Regions from separate parts of the Mus musculus genome. Here regions 2 and 3 are each linked to region 1. A link is a contact called in public Hi-C and HiChIP or PLAC-seq data. All regions are on one chromosome and are shown on one strand. The core of a region is the stretch at or near the end of the contact, and the rest is flanking DNA. Distances in the headings are between cores, read along the strand shown. Region 1 holds the start of A930002C04Rik (RIKEN cDNA A930002C04 gene). Region 2 has its middle 27 kb from the start of Gm52039. Region 3 overlaps Kdm1b (lysine (K)-specific demethylase 1B).

Region 1 (4,277 bases), core at 985-3,484:
AGGGATATGAGGGCTCTCTACGCCGCTGCCTCTCTCCAGTGTCAGGATTAAATTCCTAGAACACAAACCATTAATTCTGTCACCAGTACAACATAAAGACTTAAAGACAATTTAAGCTTCAGGTTGGAACCGTTTCTGAGAAAACCCAGGAACTTGGCCCTATTAAACTATCACAAGGATATCTGGGCAAAGGTGTTCATCGTGCAGCATGGCTGTTTAGTGATTGGCTCAAGGTGCAGAGGAACAGCTGGAAACACAGGTCCGCTGTGCGCACCAGCATTTAAAGGACGTGAAAAGCTCCCTCACCCCGCCCAAATGTTTGTCTTTTTAAGTCAGAGAAAATATAAGGATTTTTATTACATCATTGCTGTTGTTGGCTGGCAGGAACAGGGACGTGTTCATAAATATACATGTATATGGGAGTGAAAAAAAACCTATCAAGATACACACACTATACTTGCTTGTCTGTTTCAGAAATATGCTGCCATCCCTTGACCGTCCACAGCCCCGTCTGCAACTGCACGCCCCACCTCAAAGTCAGGTGGGTGAGCAGTTGGCTCTAAGAGCAGCTGGGAGGCCTGTACTTTCCTCTAGGTATCACAGGGTATGTTAACAATCTAATGAGGGATTTCTCACCTAGTTTTCACTCGCCAACCTCACAGCCCTCCCCCTCCCTCCACACACAAAATTGATAAACATTCCCGGGACAGCGCTGGCGGTCAAAGACCAGGTTGACAGTTACGTATTTGTACCAGGTAAGCGTGGGCCTGTGACCGGGAGGCTCAGCCTAACACAAGGTCGGGGGAAGAACAGCACAGATCCAAGAGGATGTAAAACTTCTAGAGGCATCCAGACTCCGCTGTACCCAAAGGCCTTCTGAGGGACAAGCCACTTGCTTTAGGTTTGGAAAAGACAAATAATTGCTCTCAATTGCTTTTTAAAATGAAGAGGCAGCTTTCAAAACTTTCCAGTGAGCTCTATGAATAATGAACCGGTCCATCCTCGCACTATAAAACTCTGTGGGCCGGGCATGGTGGCGCACGCCTTTAATCCCAGAACTCGGGAGGCAGAGGCAGGCAGATTTCTGAGTTTGAGGCCAGCCTGGTCTACAGAGTGAGTTCCAGGACAGCCAGAGCTACACAGAGAAACCCTGTCTCGAAACAACAACAACAACAACAAAACAACTCTATGGAAGCAGAATGAAGGTGATTGGGTTGGTATTGATACCCGTGTGCCGCAAAATAGAAAAGCGTCAGCTAGGAAAGGGCTAGTGTACTGTAATCTGGGTGTAATCGCGCGTTTATTTTTGGTATAGACCTTGTATAGTTACATATTTTTCCTATTCACTGAAACAGTTCAGCAAGGAGGAAGGGATAGAAGGAAGGGATGACAGGAGCTACAGAACAGAAGTAAGCTGTTCTAGGGAGGTACTGCACCAAAGAGCCACTGCAGATAACAGCTGGGTACGTCTTAAGCCTTAAGGAAACGGAAGATGTGGAGGCTGGGAAAATGGCTTGGAGGTTAAGAACACTTGCTCTCACAGAGGACTAAGCATTCCCACCAGATGGCTCAGAACCACTCATGACTCCAGTTCCAGGGGATCCAATGCCCTCTCCTGGCCTCCCTCCCTGGGCACCTGCACACTTGTGTGCGCGCACAAATACAGTCACATAGATAAAAGCCAAATAGACCATTAGAAAAGGAACTGATGACTGAGCACACTAATACCTAACCTGATTTAAATACGTAATAGAAACACTTATTAAATGACCGTATAGGACCCCAATGGCTATGAACAATTTTTACAATCTGTAATCAGTGAAGTGACCTTAGTTCTGATTTTCTCTGGGCTGTTGAGTTTCACTGGTCTTCGTTTTCTTCCTTGGGTGCTTATATCTTGCTTGTTGGCTCAGAGAGGCTGCTTTGTAATCAGAAGTTATTCTATAAGCAATACTACTTTGAATAAATGAGTAAGCTACACCATTCTGCAAAGAGAGGAGGAGGGGGAGGGGCGTAAGTGTTATCTTCTCATTTGCTCGCTCATTCATCCTTTCGTGGGTGTGAGCGCGAGCGCGCTAACTATAGACTGTGGAGGTGGTTAAGAAAATAAGCAGAACTCTAGGTAGAGTCATCGGAAAAAGCCTGCCTGCAAAAGCAGCTACAGCTAAACTCCTACAGAATTAAAGCCAACCAACCCCGTGAAGAAGAGGGAGGGAGAGGCCGCATAGGCCCTGGTATACACGTGACCAGTGGCTGGGACTCAGGAAGAAAGAGGTGGAGTGGAACTGTAGGGAAGGGAATTAGAGAGATAAGCAAGAATCAATTCCTTCTAGAGTGCGAGAGACCATGTTTAATTTCAAGACGAGACTGTAACGTGGAACAAGAAGTCATCCGATTTACAGTTTAAGCTGACCGATCTTACTGCGTAGGGGCAGAAGGTAAGCTGGTCCTCTCTGGCTTCGTTTGTCCTTGTCACCAAGCCCTGCTTCTCTTGTCACTTTCAGCCCTGCCGTTGCTGACCCTGATCCCTGCAGCCTTAGATCCTGACAACACAGCATCCAGCTGGGGTGGGAGGTGTCTGGTGACACTCTTTCAGCCCCACCCCCACCCCACCCCAAACCTCTGCATTCTTCACCGTGTGGATCAATCTGAGCTAGCACCTTCATTTTCTGAAGGCCTGGCCACATTAGGCCCAACACATTTTATTCTCTGTCCTAAAATTCCTATCCTTGGAAGGACCAATCCCTATTCTCTCAAAACTGCCACCTCCATCACCCCTAAACTTACCTCCTAGTTCAAACTTGGTACACTGTTCAGTACTGCTGCTGGCTGTGTCATGGTATTTCCTTTGCAAATGAATCATAAAATGTCACCTGTCGGGGCCAGGCACACACCTTTAGTGCTGGCACTCTGGAGCGAGAGGCAGGCGGATCTCTGTGAGTTTGAGCCAGCTTGGTCTACATCATAAGTTCCAGGACAGCAAAGCTATGCCTCCAAAATATAAAGTGTTTTGTGTGGGTTGGGTGAGGTGCTATGAGCACGGCTGGAATATGTGTTAGAAGACTTCCATAGCGTGGGTGAGGCCCTGGGTTCTATTTGGAGGAGGGGTCAGGGCGGGGCTTAACTTATTCCTGGAACCCAAGGGATAAAGAACTATGGCTGCAATTATTTCACCTCCATATTTGTGCACATGAGCCTCCCTCTCTCCCTCTCCTTACCCCGCCACGCACACACTAACTTTAAAAGCAAAGTTTGCCTTTACTTGCTCCATTTACTTTTATTAATTACAGCTTCAGGGAACCCATCGCCGCCTCTGACCTCCGAGGGCACCAGGCATTCGAGTGGTGTGCGGACAAGACACCCATGTAGACCAAAGCAACTTACGGGAGGAAGGGTATAATTCCAGGTGCAGTCCATCATTTGGGGGAAGTCCTGGGAGAAGGGACCTCAACACATCACATCCATAGTCAGAAGCTGAGGCCTGTGTGTGCTCGGCTCACTGACCCCATTTTTACACCATCCTGGATCACAGTCACAGTGCAGCCCCTCCCCTTTCGATGGCATCTTCCAGCCTCGATTACACAGTCGGGATGATCCCACCCTCGGTCCTGCCTATAGATCAACCTCGTCAGAGGCTTTCTTTCCAGGTGGTTCTAGAGTGTGTCAGATGGGCAATCACAATGGTCACAGCTAGCTCGATGGCTAATGCCACCTACCACCAGGCCTGACAGCACCTATCACCAAGCAGTTTGATCCTAGGGACGCACAGGACTGTAGGAGAAAACCACTCCCCAAAATGGTGTCCTGACCTCCACAGGCACACAGGAAAGGCCACACGCAAATACATGTAATCTTAAATTACTATTAAAATAGCGGATTGTTTTAAGCGAGCTTTAAAATCATATTTGAGGTTTCAATTCCACATCCAATGTCAAAAAAAAAAAAAAAATGTTCCTAAGTGACAAAATTCCATCTTCTGTCACTCCCAAGCAGGGGGCGGAGGAGGTTGCTGCTTCAGAGTAAATATATTTGGGGATGCTATAATTACTCCTATTCTTGTTCTGAAAATGGAAAGGGACCAGGGGCTCCACATAAGTGACACTTAGCAGCAGCTGACCGAGGTGGCTCGCTGCTGCCCTCTGAGCCCAACAGAGAAGAGTTAATGGAACAGAACACTTATGCAAGAATAACTCCCTCCCTGCTCTTAAAATGGCTTTTACTTTGATGGTTCTTTTTTTTTTTCCCCTCCCAAATGTCAAACCTATTATTGTTAACAA
Region 2 (4,277 bases), core at 1,103-3,602, 120 kb before region 1:
TATTTTATATATAATTATGTTATTGCGTATATTTAATATGCGCATAAATAGATACAACCCTTTCAGCCCTTGTAATGTTATCTGTATGTCTATGATCTCAGGGCTGACCACTTGATATCGGATAACCATTCCTCCTGCAAGAGATTGAATTTCTGTACAAGGCTGTCTCCTCTCCACTAGCCCAAGTCCAAGATGAAAGGTTAGTGAAGACTTCTGTGTTTCTCAATGTACAGGCAACCAAAGGCACCGATCAGTAGTGACCGCCGGTGGAAACTTGGCCACCAGTACCTGCTCTGGGTGTGTCGGATGCATTTGCATCTAATTGGCCAGGCAGCTTTGGGATATCCAGAAAATCTAGTGTCATACATGGCCCAGGTCCAAGCCAAGGTAAACCTTGCTAGCAGCCTCGGGGCTTGGATTGCCAAAGTCGGGCATGTAGGTCTGGGAACTGTCTCAGACACGGGCAAACACCCACTAGTTTATTCAGTGAAAACCTCTAAAAACAGAAAACAAACCCTTGATTTAATGACTTTGCATCCTAAACCTGAGGGAAAAGAGAAAACATTCAGGGTAGCTGTAGTCAGAGAAAAGACCATTTATGTTCCTCCTGCCTCTGAGTAAATACAAAATTAGTTAATATTCTCTTTAGTCTTTGGTGCAGTGAGAGACCTCGGCTTTTCTGTAAGATTTGTGTTCTAGCCCTATGTTTGGAAATATCAACTGTGCCTGAAAATTCAGCCTTAGGAGCAAATGAAATAAATGTGCTGCTTTATTTAAAAACAACAAAAGCAATATTTCTTCTGATTTCGATGTTATGCAAAAGCACCTTTTTGCCAAAATTTAAATAAGTGACTTTACTAATTACTTAATCTTATGTTTAGCTTCTTAAAACGTATGTCTTCCCAGAAAAAATACACAGAATACTATTTCGCATACAATTTCAGTAGCAACAGCTTTCTCAAAGGTGTGTGTGTGTGTGCGCATGCACACGTGCATGCGTGTCTGTTCTATTAAAGGAAAAGAAAAAGGCTGGAGAGATGGCTCAGTGGTTAAGAGCACCGACTGCTTTTCCAGAGCTCCTGGGTTCAATTCCCAGCAACCACATGGTGGCTCACAACCATCTGTAATGGGATCTGATGCCCTTTTCCGGTGTGTCTGAAGACAGCTACGGTGTACTCATATACATAAAATAAATAAATCTTTTTTTTAAAGGAAAAGATAAAACTAGTCACTAAAATATTATTTGCTATATAGATCTGACATCATAACTATATCATTGAAGCCAGGCAGAGCCAATGGCCCATACTGCAGGACAGTCCCACCCCATTCCACCCTACCCTTCACCCCACCTACCCACCTTACCCCTGCTCACTAAAAGCTTTATATCATGTATATTCTTTTTTTGCAGAATCAGAAATGATTCAGCCCAAACTCTTAAGGAATCCCAATATTATTTTTTTAAAGGATACAGTTGAAACGCCCAGACACGGCATCATGCATTCGAGCCCTTGAATGTTTATCGAGCATCCCTCATGTGACAGACGTGAGAAACAACAAGCTAACAAGGAACTTACAGAGTTTACCAAGGTTCAGAAGTCAGCCCAGCATTTCCCACACTGTCATCAAAGTTGGCTAAACCATCATTTAGAAGATAGTGACATTTATGCCTCATGAGTGATGCAAATATTATTCTAGAAGGGGACACCAAAGCACCACAAAATAAGTCTAAATGGCACGTCTTGTTATTCTGTGATCACTGCTATGAGAAAATAGGACTATATAGTAGCTATAAACAATTCAGGTTATGTATCACCCTTGAAAGTGCTTGTCAACACTGGAGTCAGAATGAAGCATCCCTTCTGATCTTTTTAAGTAAAAGGATGTGTTTCATATGCTCCTAAGACTGTCTTTGCAGGTACAGTTGATATTTCCAAACTTAGGGCTGGGATGCAAACCACTTGCCAGGCACATACACACCACCAGGAAATTCTACTGTGGTAGGGGCCCCGAGAGCCCCGAGGAATGAACAAACCCTTGGGCTGTTAACATCCTTGAATGTCCCTGGCCCTCTGTCACATGGATCCTCAGCTCCCTTTCTCTCCCCCTCCCCATTTCAATATTACTGCCTAGAAATTCAAAATACCCAATCAAATTCTATGTCACCGTATATGGGAAACAAAGAAGCCAAAAATGTATAAAGCAACCTTGTCAAGTTTGGGGAGTCTAGCCTTTGGAAACGAATCCACTTGAAGCTTGGGAGCATCCTGGAAGGAAAGCCAGGCTATCCAGTTCTCTGTCTGAGTATCCCATAATAGAACAAGCATTGGAAGAAGCCCAAGAGGAGGTCCTGGCTCATGTCTGCTACAGCTCTGCCAGCCTCGGCGGAGGGACATTTTCAGAATGCGTGTCCACCATTGGTCATCTATCATCATGCTTCCTAATTGGCTTACAGCGTATACGTCACCGCTGACATTTTCCCACTACCCCCAAAGCATCAATGTCTTGTCCCATATATTCCTTGAATGTCCCTTTTCGGCCAAGTGACAGCTACAGAGATTTTGAATGACCTTTCTTTTTTCTTTTTATAAACAGGGTGTCACGTGCTTCAGGCTGGCCTCGAATCTGCTATCTAGCTGAGGGTGGTTTTGACTTTCTGATCCTCCTGTCTCCACCTGCTGGGATTATAGTCTTGAGAAACCACACCCTGTGTATGTGGTAGCAGGGACTACATCCAGGTTTCCACACATGCTAAGCAAGCACTGTATCAGTGGAGCTAGGTCCTAAGCCACTGGATGGCCATCTTTGACTATGTAATCTCCTATGTCCCAAGGGAGCTTTCCATGCTCAAGGGACTCCAGGTGACCCCACAGCACCTGCTCACATTGCTAAAACCAGGAGTCAGAAAGCTACCTGAGACCCAACAGGAATTATAAACGATCTCAATTCTGGGAACGTTGTCTGAAATCAGTAGCATCCTAGGCATCTCACGGAGAATGCACTCCATTCTGTAACCTATTTCAGTTATACCATTACATATTATATATCACATGTACTGTACTATATAGCTATTATAACCAGTTCTGCAGGGTTAAAAAATAATTATAATTCCCACTAAGATAGCTCAATGTGCTTGCTCCACACCTTGCCACTCCTGACCCCCACCCCCACCAACTCTAACAGCCTGAACTCTGCCTTCAGGACCTACATGGTGGAAGGACAGGACAGACTCTGTTAAGTTCATGTCAAAATTATCTCCAATAAATTTCATTTAATTAAAAAAAAAAAAGGCCGGGCGTGGTGGCACACGTCTTTAATCCCAGCACTTGGGAGGCAAAGGCAGGTGGATTTCTGAGTTCGAGGCCAGCCTGGTCTACAGACTGAGTTCCAGGACAGCCAGAGCTACACAGAGAAACCCTGTCTCGAAAAAAAAAAAATTTAAATTTAAAAAATAAAAAGACTACAATGCCTAATAAAAATAAAAATGGAGGGACCAGAGCCATAAGGGGCATACCCTGTGAGAGGAGACAAGCTAGCCAGGGCACCATAAGCCATCCATTCTATAACTAGAAAACTCTGGACTCTTACCGCCCATCACAGCACTGAGAAAACAAGACCTGTTTCTGAATCTCATTCCTCAGGAGAAATCTGGAAATGGAAATGTCAAACGCTTTTGGAGCAAATATTGAGAGAAAGAAAACCAACAGACTGAGTGAAATCACGGAGATGAGACATCAAGGGGGAAGCACTTGGGAGAAAAAAAAAGTCACGGAATGTAGTAGAACCCTTGACCCACAGAGGACTCAGGACAAAGGATGTAGAGGCTGGGTATGAAATGCTGGGGGAAGGGCTACTGTGAGAAAGATCGAGGTGACAGACTCGGGAGCCTACACAGGGCAAGAGCTGGCTCTGAAACTGGGACAGCCAAGCACAGAGGACTGTCTGTCCTCCCCACCACACTTCTACCAGCAGAGCCACAAGCAAGCACTTACCTAGCCCTAGGCCAACAGAAGCCAATACTCTTGGGCTGGGGAGATGGCTCCGCTGGAAAGACCTCTTGCTGTCCTCCCAAAGGACTTGAGTTCAGTACTTCAAAGAAGATGCCTTCAAATGGAAAATTTTACCAATTACTAAGAATGGTAAGGGGCCAGGAAGGTGGTTCAATTGGGGGGGGGGTACTTGTCTACCAGTCACAAAACCTCGGGTTACATTTCATAGACTTCATAAACCAGGTGTAGTGGCACAGGCCTGTAAACTCAGTGCTCAGGAGGTAGGGGTAG
Region 3 (4,277 bases), core at 1,180-3,679, 71 kb after region 1:
CTCTCCCCTCTCCAGCCACACTTGATCCCTTCCCTTCTGCGTTTTACAATAAATCACTACCATGGCGGATGGTACCCACGGCCTGGCTCACGTGAACAGAGGTTGAGCAGAATCTGGCCCCGTGCAGAAGGGAGGGTGGTATATCACAGCATTGCCCTTTGGAATTTTCAGAAGTCTTCCACAAACTTAATTTTGTCTGCAGGCCTCTGGTAAGTTTTAACATGAGAGATACTTCCCTATAAACAATAGTTCCAAACAACTAAAAGTCCGGGTAAAACCCAAGCTGAGGAGACTACCTAGTTAGATCCTCTTTTACAAAGAGTTGTCTAGTAGCTGAGTCTTCCTTGAAATAGATTTAGCTTTCGAGTTATTCTGCTTCTATTTCTACTCTTAGAAAAAGACATGTCAAAGCTACTTCCAGATCTCCAAAGAATGAAAACTAAGGTACTTTTTGAGCCCCTTGTAGGAGCCCCTTGTATATGTGGTGCACTAGAAAACTTTAGAAAGCATTTCTCTTTAAAAGAAATGTTAGCGGCTGCCCAGTGTATTTAAAGGGCCTTTTACAGTCTTAAGAAAGGAAAACAAGTGTGAGGAGGAGGGAGGAAGGAGGAAGAGGAGAAGTGATGACAGTTGTAGCCCCTCAAAGACCCAAGTTCAAGTACTAACCCATCAGAATGGGCCTTGGAGACGTGAGTCTTTAATGGGTAACTGAATTACAGTGGGGATGGTAGAGAAGGCCTAATTCAGTGTGACCATGCATGTCTTTAGAATACAGAAGGAAAAGCATTCAAGGATATCGATTATCTACAACAGGACTCCAACAGAGACCAACTCTAGACACCTTGAGTTGGCAGAACTAAGTCTCAGCACCTGTGCGGTGGCATTTGGCTGTGGCCTGATACTAAGGTGGAGAAAGGGAAACTTTAAGGAGGAACGATGTGGCCTCCTGCCTTGACCCCTCTGTGTTCCCCAATGCAGATGGCTTCCAGTCTCACCTGCTCCTTGAACAGCTCCCGAAGGATGCCCATGCACTGCTGCAGCACCTGCTTGTCATCCATGGTCCTGAGGGACGCCACTGCCTCCCCTGTGATCACCGACATCAGCACACTCTGCTGCTTTTGCAAGCACACAGGGAAAAGCACAGGACACTTGCTCTAAATGCCCAGTTCCACAGACAAGGGCCTCATTCTCCTAAGCTCATTTCACTCCATTCCACTGTTCTTTCTCTTCACTTCTGTCCCCATCAGTTCTCCGCATGCACACTACTTACCCTCCCACACACTCTACCGCCCCCTTCTGGAAAGAAGAAAACACTCATGAAATAACATGTCAGATTCAAGGTTCCCTCCCTTGGCTATTTATGAAATTGGGTAAGAAGCAACAGAAAGATGGAGAAAAATCTGCAGGGATAATTAAACCTTCCCATCGCTTCCATGTGAGACCCCCCTTAAGTCATTTCCCCAACGTGAGGAAGAGCAGGAAATAGCGGCCAAGTTCCTCTGTTGGCGGCACAGCTGCAGGGCAGCTTCTCATGGCTTTGTACTCCTGGGGCTCCTCCACCTCTCTCACACAGCTACCTCCCATCAGTCCGCACCTGAACCTCCTGTATCCAGCCTTCTAGCTCAGTAGAGACAATAGTTAAGAAGTCTGGTCCACTCTTGCTGACCGTACCTGAGCAATTCACTTTCAACCTGAACTAAGGTTTCTGGAGCACTGAGTCATACCCCAGGACAGAACTGGTACTTCTGAGAAAGCCAGGCAAGAACTAGGACTCCTCCGTAGGAAATGCCCCAGTCAAGGCACTGTCCCTACATACCATGAATTGACACAATCTTCATTCCCTCCTGAGCATGGCACATAACACCCACCCCTAACCCTCAAACCACACCACAGAATTTTACCTGAGAGTCCATGTCATAGAATACAGCGAAGAGGCCTCGTTGGCTGGCACTGGGAGGAACATGGCCAAAAAAGTCAGCTCCTTGAACTTTACTGTCCCAAAATCTATATGGAAACTGCAAGGCAATCTGGAAAGTGAGCAGAGAAATGGCTAAGCACACTCTGTCAGTCACAGGCCATCTCTAAATGCAACCTACCCTGTGTGTCTACTCAAACAATCCCGCCTGCTTCAGAACTGCCCGTGCTTCCCACCTCAGCAGTTCTTGGAGCTTCTTACTTACCCACAAGTTCCATGCCACTAAAGAGGCTTTCCAATACCTATGGCATTGCTAAAGGAGACCACAAAGGCTAGAAGAACAAACCACTGGGCTCCCTGGGAGGGAGGACAGCCATGGAAGCAGAACAAACTAAGGGCCACCTTAGCAAAGCCAGACTCAGCTAAGCAGACTCATGCCCCTGCTGGGCACTACCGTGCTGATCATCTCAGCACTAGATAGGTGGAGGCAGGAAAACAAGGACTTCAAGTCTACCCCTAGGCTACATAGTCTGAAAGCAGTCTAGGGTCCATGAGGCCCTCTCTGAGGGTTAGAGAGAGCTGACTAGGAGGCTCCTAGAAGTCAAAACGGAATCTAGTTGGCTTTTTTTTTATCCAAATTACATCAGAATTTTTAAAAACTAGGGCTGAACTTTTTCTTAATATCTTTTTTCCCCATTTTTTTAATGGACTGAATTGGATATCTGACAGCTCATACATGTATAGAGTACACTCTGTTTTACACTCTGTTTTATTCTTGCTCCCCTTTGTTTGCCTAATTGTACAACAGGTCCTTATCCAAACAAAACTATCAGCCAGCACTGATCTCTGAACTCTGAGGCTAAGGGGAAACTTAGGTCACCTTTTCAATGATGCCTGCACCCAAGCTGTTGATGGCTTTCATCTTCTTTTCTGACAATGGTGGATTAAACTGGATGGCACCTCTCTGTAGTATGGCCAATGGCACAGTGACTAACACCTGTGGGAAACAATGAACAGGTAACACACACAGCAGCAGGAATTACCCACACTTCCCAGGGGCTCATACCAGCCCTGACTATCTATTTCTTCTCTGCTTGCAGTCGTAAAACCGTCAGCACTCCACTTCATGGTCTGCAATCTCTGAGGGACCACTCAGGATGTTCACTGCACAAGAGTGTCTGGGTACGTGGATGTTGGATCTACACAGGAATGCACATACAGACCCTTCCTGGTGGCTAATAAGAGTGCTGTGTCAGGAGGGTAGCAGACTTTAGCTCTAAAAAGCAGTGCTATGTATGGAAATGCCCAGCCAAGCAGGATGGTGAACATCTGTGATCCCGGCACTCCAGAGATGGAGACAAGATGATCCTGCCAGCCTGGACTACATTACAAGTTCTAGGTCAATCAGATATACAGTGAGATCTTGTCTGCCAAAACTGAAGACAGACAGGGAGGGAGGAGAGCCCGACATTCTCACAGCTTGTTCTGTCCTTTTCAAGACCATCCCTGTCAACGGCCTATAGCAGAAAGGAAATACCTGCCTTCACTAATCTCAGGCTCAGAGTAATACTTAAAACTAGGAGGCAACGATATGCTCCAAAACCGATTAAGCAAGTCACAAGTTACTGGGGTTATAGCTACAGAACCACATGCGAACCTTTAAAGCAGAAAGGGCTTTACTACAAGGGGTTCCAGGTGGTCCTAAAGGTCAAACTGAACTCTTTAAAGACTCGGCAGGGTGTGGCAGCACAGGCCTATAATACAAGCACTTAGATGGCTAAAACGACCTATGGGCACTGCGGGAAAAGGATCCATGAGGCCACCTAATAAAACCAAGCCATCAAGGAGAACTGTTGGGTCTCACCTTACTGTTCAGAAAGTTCTAGTTCTAGAACCATGGCTCAATCAAGAAGTTATTACTGCTAACTCATCACCAGAATCACCCCACATATACAAAGACTTGCACCAGCAGAACAGGTAACGCCTGCCTTGCCCCCGGGCTTCCTGGGATCTCTGCTACCCCTGCTACAGCACAAGCAGGGGCCTTGACCACTGTGCTGTGGGCAGAGGCAGCAGCAGAGGGGCAAAGTCAGGCGGGCTACACTTCCTAGACTCGTGTACAACTGCTTGGGAAAACCGCAGTGGCAAGGGAGCTCTGTGGGGAGAGGGAAGGAGGGAAATCTGTCTGTCTGCCTTTCAGTATCTCAGGACTAGATGACACAGAATGCAGGCGGAATGCAGCTCAACTCTAAAACGTCCTATCTGCTCTCGTCTTCAAGCACTTCCTCCATATGATTGGTTTAACCACCGATTCCGGAAGCAAAGCAAGCCCAGAGTTGTTCTGGGAATTTTGTCACTGTTT

Evidence for each region. A called contact is a pair of places that touch in the nucleus more often than the background predicts. HiChIP or PLAC-seq counts read pairs in DNA pulled down with a chosen protein or histone mark.
Region 2: an H3K27ac HiChIP or PLAC-seq map of heart atrium shows a contact between it and region 1, with 5 read pairs. The contact joins the enhancer-like site here to the promoter of A930002C04Rik in region 1. A contact is called at or near these places in 18 of 484 Hi-C or Micro-C datasets (the CH12 cell line, adipose-derived mesenchymal stem cells, astrocytes and 12 more) and 15 of 115 datasets of contacts at active chromatin or transcription factors (astrocytes, cardiomyocytes, differentiating embryonic stem cells and 10 more).
Region 3: a Hi-C map of liver shows a contact between it and region 1, with 2.6 times the contacts expected there. The contact joins the enhancer-like site here to the promoter of A930002C04Rik in region 1. A contact is called at or near these places in 16 of 484 Hi-C or Micro-C datasets (the G1E-ER4 cell line, cortical neurons, embryonic fibroblasts and 6 more), 1 of 115 datasets of contacts at active chromatin or transcription factors (embryonic stem cells) and 1 of 9 other capture datasets (liver).

The regions. Positions count from the first base shown.
Region 1 is chr13:47,146,627-47,150,903 of GRCm38.p6, reverse strand. It overlaps A930002C04Rik (RIKEN cDNA A930002C04 gene), which reads left to right and starts at 2,234. Exons shown (of 3, transcript NR_126083.1): 1 at 2,234-2,438; 2 at 3,291-3,406. It also overlaps a transcript of Rnf144b not described here.
Region 2 is chr13:47,262,671-47,266,947 of GRCm38.p6, reverse strand. No RefSeq gene overlaps it. Among named protein-coding and RNA genes, the nearest start is that of Gm52039, 27 kb to the right of the region's middle. Within about 2 kb of position 2,352, at least 10 of the 459 cell types and tissues checked have an H3K27ac peak or open chromatin away from gene starts, as enhancers often do. A contact at or near this core is called in heart atrium, where this site is marked.
Region 3 is chr13:47,076,018-47,080,294 of GRCm38.p6, reverse strand. It overlaps Kdm1b (lysine (K)-specific demethylase 1B), which reads right to left. Exons shown (of 21, transcript NM_172262.3): 17 at 2,796-2,912; 18 at 1,902-2,027; 19 at 996-1,112. Among named protein-coding and RNA genes, the nearest start is that of Dek, 28 kb to the left of the region's middle. Within about 2 kb of position 2,429, at least 3 of the 459 cell types and tissues checked have an H3K27ac peak or open chromatin away from gene starts, as enhancers often do. A contact at or near this core is called in liver, where this site is marked.